2 separate regions of the Zea mays genome follow, and region 2 is linked to region 1. A link is a contact called in public Hi-C data. All regions are on one chromosome and are shown on one strand. Each heading gives the region's core, a stretch centred on a gene start, on an enhancer-like site or on the middle of the called end of the contact. The rest is flanking DNA. Distances are from core to core; before and after follow the strand shown.

Region 1 (2,940 bases), core at 33-2,532:
GAGAAAATGAAAAAAATGAGAACTTGAGCCTTTTAGGTTGAGTGCTGAGCGGGTATCAAACAGTCATGTAGGAAAAAATATTAAAATAAATGAGCCTAAAAATAGGTGAATCAACTAAGAATTTCTACATAGTACAAGGAAATCAGGGCTTATATGTGAAGCAGGCTTGGGGGTAAAGATTCAATCCCCTGCATGTTATTAGATGTGACCAAATTATCTAAACAGGATAACTAAAACCACTTTAGCGAAATCGCCTCCTGCTCTGACGTCAATCTAAGAGGCTGAAGCAGGAGCAATTCCCCTGATGGGCCAGAAACAGAAGATAATCCATACAGGTTGGAAACTTTTGTTCTTGAAAAATTCAAACCACTTGCAACCTGTTAGACAGAACAGATGCCACACAACTTCAGCTAAAAGCATGCCTTAAATTCTAACCAATCAGAAGCACAATCAAGATTCCTGATAGCAAAAGAAGAACAGCACACGAGCTCAATCTGGAGTCGTGGATGGAAAAAATGAACATAAATCTAATCATGTATCACACTGGAAAGGCAAAACAGGAACTCAAATGGAAGAAGAAATAAAGAGAGAAATAAGTTGCTTGTTCGAATCTTGATAAAAAAATGTGTAGCAATTGACTAGAAGATTTGATTTAATCCTAATCCAACCAAACTGCAACGTGGAAAGAAACTCCAAGAAACTAACAAGAAACCGATATGACCTTAAGCAAACCAAATACTGGGGCTTGCAGATCCGTGAGCACTAAATAAATCACTTCAAGAAGTCTCTTTTTAACATAGATCTGGGGAAACAAAATCTGGATTGTCTAACTGAATTACTGAAAGGAGACAGACAGCAGCAGCTCAAATTGAATTCCGGACACAACTTACATACATGCAAACTTTGAAGTGAAGGAATCCACGAAATCTGATCTAAGCAGTTTCACCTGAAGCAAACCAACCCAAGTACCCAATCAACTCGCCTTGTCAATATAGGAACTCTCTCCCTCACCCCCACCCCACACAAAAAAAAACCCGACTTACTTCTGATGAACCGAGATTGAACTGTTCTTCTTCCGACCGATCTGAGATGAATTACATGGCCACAATCCGAAACGGCAGCCAAGAAACAAAGAGATAGAAATAATTATTTTCCCCAACTAAACTCCTAAAATAGAAATAGAAATTGGATGAGAAGAAATTTACAGCACCAAAGGCGACCAACCTTAGGGTAGCGAAAGACTAATCTGGCGGCTAGCAAGCAATCGAGGCGCCTAATTCCGGGCCAACCGTATGAGAAAATGGAGTGCTGGCTCGTTCTGTATATTGGCCGTTTCTTCCGGTTCTTGCTTTCCTGTTTCTTGCGTTTGTCATGGGAATTTCGTTTTTAATTTAGTTTTAAGGTCCTTTTTTTAAAGAAAATACATTTGATTAATCACCATATGTACCACAGAAAAAAGAGTAAAGTGTTTTAAAATTGTGTCATTTTGGTTCATAAACTCTTAAAATATGTCTTTTAAAAGCTCAATATCTGTTCAGGTTTCTATTACGTACTAACAAGTTGTTATGGTCCACATGGTTAGTCACTATGGTCTGTTAGACCCCATCCACTCTTATCTCTCCTTCGACGACGGATATGTAGGCCGCAACAATCCATTAAAACATAGTAGAGATTCAAACAAAGATTAAACTCTTAACAGACATACTTTAAAAGTTTATGAACCGGATTGACACAATCAGACAAGTTTAAAGATCGATAGTGAACTTTACTCATAGAAAAACCCAAATAATATGTTGGTATTTAAGTAAACCGACAGAAATTTTCTGTCGGTGCGAAACATCTAGGCCCCTAAATAGTATTTTGGTAACTAATGACACTTACATGTAGACTAACGAATTCTTGTAGAAAATAAGAATACATGTTGGGCCATTGAAAGTTGAACTACATTGAAAGTCTTGGAGACTTTGGCATTGATTGTGGAACAACTCAAGGCAAAGGTAACGTATATAGTTTTTACTTTTACCGATCAAAAAGGTGATTAGAGAAGTAAGTTGACTGGATTAGTAGGCTAGATAGCCATAATATTGAGATGGGTCAATGCTGTTTACTTGATAATAAACTTAATGCCTCATAGAGCATATAGATGTTGCATGCACGTGAGAACTAACAACACTTCTGAAATTGTGAAAAGAAAATCTTTTCAAAAGCTATTTGGAAAGTGGCTAAGTTGTCTGAAGGTCGGACCATCCGGACCAGGAGGTCAGACCGTCCGCGTGTCTTCAGACTGGTCCGAAGTTGTACAATAGCATGTGTTCTTAGGAGTGATCTGAAGTGTTTGTACTGCGGACCACCTGGGCTAGGCCAAGTGGCTGGACCCTTCGACGGTACTGATCAGGAAAGGTCCAATTTTTGCATAGTCCCTGAGTTGTTGTACGAACCATCTAGCCGAAGAGTGCAGACCATTTGCAGGTGTCCATATTGATTTGAGCAGAGACTATATATGTGATTCTAGTAGTTTGTATTGCAGACCGTCCGTGCTCATGCCATAGGTAGTACTAACTCATAGGTCGTGGACTGTCTAGTCATGCTCGGCGAATGGTCCGCCCGTATTAAAATCAGGTGGGTAGAGCTCATGGTATTCAAGTTCCCAGGTCACGGACTAGCTGGTCAGGGTCGACAGGCCACCTGTGTCTTGCTTTTCTGACAGCTATAACACACTTTTCAAACAAAAGTAGCTGTTAAAGTGAAGGGCGAACCATCTGGCCCTAGAGCACGGACTGTCCGCGAATGCGTAGAAAGTGGACAGTTTGCCCATAACGTCTAGTTGTGTTTGGAGGGCTATAAATAGAAGTGGTGTTCCTAGTTGTGTTTGGAGGGCTATAAATAGAAGTGGTGTTCGTGTGTGGTAGCTCTCTTGGCCATTCTTTGCACACATTAAGC
Region 2 (3,225 bases), core at 721-3,220, 640 kb after region 1:
TTGTCACCATTTCCTCAAGCAACGCCATACTCCGATCAACATTCCCCTCTTTGCAGAGGGCTTTAATCAGGCCATTGTAGCTAATAACATCTAGCTGGCAACCATGAAGTAGCATTTCACTTGCAAGCCTTAGGCCCTCCTGCCACCTTCCGTTGCGCAGAAGTGCATGAATGAGAGTATTATAAGTTATTCCATTGGCAACAACACCCTCTTCAATTAAGTTTCTGAAAATATGTTCTGCCTCCTCCATCAGGTCATTGTTGCACAGATGATAAATCATTGTATTGTACGTGCAAATATCAGGCTTGCACCCCTGACTCTTCATCTCTTGGACAAGCCTTGTCGCTTGATCAAGCTTGCCATCCTTGCATAAGGCATATATGATACCATTGTATCCTTGGGAGTTCATACTAAAGCCCTTGGCTAACATCTGATCCAGCATTGCTCTTGCGTCATCCCACATGCCATTCCTGCAAAATGAATGCAGCAAGGTAGAGTAGGTCACGATATTTGGTGCACAACCCTTCTCCTCCATCTCATCAAGCATCCGCACTGCTGAACCAAATCTCCCAAGCTTGCAAAGGCCATGCATCAAAATACTGTATGTGTGCACATCAGGCGGGCATCCTTTTGAACCCATCATCTCATACAACTCTGTTGCCCTGGCCAGCTTCCCCTCCGTCAGACATCCACGGATCACCGTGTTAAGCATCACCACGTTCACCTCCGGCAACCTCCCGAGCATGGCGCACGCCTCGTCCGCCTGCCTTGTTCGGCACAGCCCTTGCAGGAGGAACCCATATGTCACCACACTTGGCATGCATCCCTGCGTCATCATCCTGTCCACCAGCCTGGCTGCCTCTCGCACGCGCCCGAGCCCGCACAGCCCGAGCACCAGGTCGTTGAAGGTGTTCACGTCCGCCGCACACCCCATGAGTAACATCTCGTCGAGGAGCATCGCGGCCTCGGCGACCCCGCCCTGCGCGACCAGGGCGTGGATGACAGTCTGGTAGAGAACCGCATCAGGCACGCATCCGTGGCGCGCCATCCCGCGGAGCAGCGCGAGCGCGTCGCCGGCGCGGCCGAGGCGGCAGAGCGCGCGCGCGGCGACACCGAAGGTGAAGGTGGTGGGCGGCACGCGGTCCCTGAGCATCCGGCGGTACAGGAGCAGGGCGTCGGCGTGGCAGTCGGCCCTGGCGAGCGTGGAGAGGACGACGTTGTAGGAGCGGAAGGAGGGGGAGACGGCGAAGCGGCGGGGCATCTGGTCGAGCAGGTGGAGCGCGCGGCCGGGTGGCAGGGAGCGGAGCAGCGGGAGCAGGAGGGACTCGCGGAGCGGGGGCAGGCGGGAGGCCGGCAGGGAGTCGAGGAGCGCGAGCGCGCGGTCGGGGTCGGCTGCCGCGAGGATGGGGCGGAGCGGGAGGGACGAGAGCGAGAGCGCCGGGTGGGACGACGCGTACCAGTCGAGGAGGAGCAGGGAGGTGGCCGGCGCGAGCGGGAGCGCGAGGAGGCGGGCCAGGCGGCGCGGGGTGAGCGGGTGCGAGGACAGCGTGGCGCGGAGGCGGGAGAGGTCGAACGGCGCGAGCAGCTCCGGCCATGACGTCGCGGCGGCGGAGTTGAGCGCGGGCCGCGGGGGCGGGCACGGGGGCTCGTCCATGTCAGCGCGTGGCGCGCAGCGAGTATCCCGCCGCCGACAGCGCTAAAGATTGCCGCTGCCGTCCTAGTCGTCGCGCTTCAGGCCGCCGGCGCTGCCGCCCCGGGGACAACATTTGCCGAGCTGGGGACCACCATCGCGGAGGACAGAGGAGAGGGACCACGTTCAGTTCAGGCGAGTGGATGCATAGCACCAGACTAACTGCTTGGGCTGTTCTTTTGGTATGGGCCGGCATACTCTCCTGTTTCCATTTGAAAAAAAAACGTCATAGGCCGTATCGTATCGTATCGCACTGGGCTGAAATTTGGCCACACACAACATGGAAACCCTCATCGGGCACATCGTTCTCAGGAAGTAATCCAACGGCTGGGACTACACCCCAGCTCCTTTATAAACAGGCCACCTCCCCATCCTTTCGACGATATCATGTCACCTGGCCGCTAGCTAGGGTTTGGTCTTTACGGCCGCCGCCGCTTCTGCAGACGTCCCGTGCCCTTTGCTGTTTCAGCGTTCTTTCTTGTAGTTTCATGAAGCATCTTGGTTGGTTTGTTTCTTGAGTGTCTCTTCCTTTTCTCCCCTTTGCTCCTCTTTGTGCAGTTTTGTTCAGAGAGACGATGTTTTCCTCTTTTTTGTCGTCCTTAAGAATTTATTTCTCTCTTCTGTTGCGAGCTCTGATGAGGACTGTGATGAAAAACACAATCAAAACACACCATCTTTCGGGACTGATTGGCTCGATACGAGCCATGCTGCCAACTCTGCAATTCTGACGTCCCCATTCCAGCCCGCAGATTTTCTTTTGCATTTCCACGCTTTTATTCATGCGTCTGTATGCTGCATCGTAAAAAAATTGATCTGAAATACTTTGACAGTGGCCTGTGACGAAACTCAGCAATCAAAAACACCATCTTTCGGGGCTGATTGGCGCGAGCCATGCTGTCACACTGCAAAGAATTCTGAGGCCAAACAGAGTATAACCACTTTTGAGTCTGATACCGCATTGGCCATATTTTTTTTTTCAGGAAAATGGTAACAGCAAATCAGACCAGAAAGACTTCTTGGTTCTTAGGCGTTTCAAAATATTGTAGCCTAGTATTTTCATGGTATTGCTATTTTTTGAACAAACCACTGAACGGTACCCGTAAAAACTGCCAACGTTAAAAGTGAATTAACTACTAGTTTTATTTTACATTTGTAGGATGTAATGTGCTGCAGAATTTGAGATGGAATTGGATACCTGCAGATTATGATTACTTACACTGCTTGTGGGTACAAGTCCTATGGATCGCCCTTGCCGGTGATGACGCGGAAGTGCAGCAGGATGCTGCTGCTAGGCTCAATGAAGCTGAAGCCCGATGTCCACTTGGCAGTCGCAGAGTGGGTGAAATATTGATCTACGACCCATGTAGGCCTCGGCATGGCTGTAAAAATGACTTCGGCTCTTGTCCTCTTGAGCTAGTGTTATCTTAACATATTGTTTGGCAAAACGACTCATTGATGTGGAGGGAGCCCTCCCAAATAGACCCGTAATAACCAGATACATACACTGCTTGAATCTACTTTGAGAGTAGAACAAA

Evidence for each region. A called contact is a pair of places that touch in the nucleus more often than the background predicts.
Region 2: a Hi-C map of leaf shows a contact between it and region 1, with 5 times the contacts expected there. The contact joins the promoter of LOC103632023 here to the promoter of LOC100278243 in region 1. A contact is called at or near these places in 3 of 25 Hi-C or Micro-C datasets (ear, leaf and tassel).

What each region holds. Positions count from the first base shown.
Region 1 is chr7:10,080,217-10,083,156 of Zm-B73-REFERENCE-NAM-5.0, forward strand. LOC100278243 reads right to left here and starts at 1,283. Exons shown (of 3, transcript NM_001151582.2): 1 at 1,225-1,283; 2 at 1,044-1,084.
Region 2 is chr7:10,717,130-10,720,354 of Zm-B73-REFERENCE-NAM-5.0, forward strand. It overlaps LOC103632023 (pentatricopeptide repeat-containing protein At5g64320, mitochondrial), which reads right to left and starts at 1,971. Exons shown (of 4, transcript XM_008653875.3): 1 at 1-1,971. The coding sequence starts at 1,654. It overlaps LOC103632024 (a long non-coding RNA gene), which reads left to right and starts at 2,077. Exons shown (of 2, transcript XR_555610.3): 1 at 2,077-2,751; 2 at 2,847-3,225. LOC111589909 (small nucleolar RNA SNORD96 family) reads left to right here and starts at 2,330; the gene lies at 2,330-2,423. LOC111589910 (small nucleolar RNA SNORD96 family) reads left to right here and starts at 2,521; the gene lies at 2,521-2,613.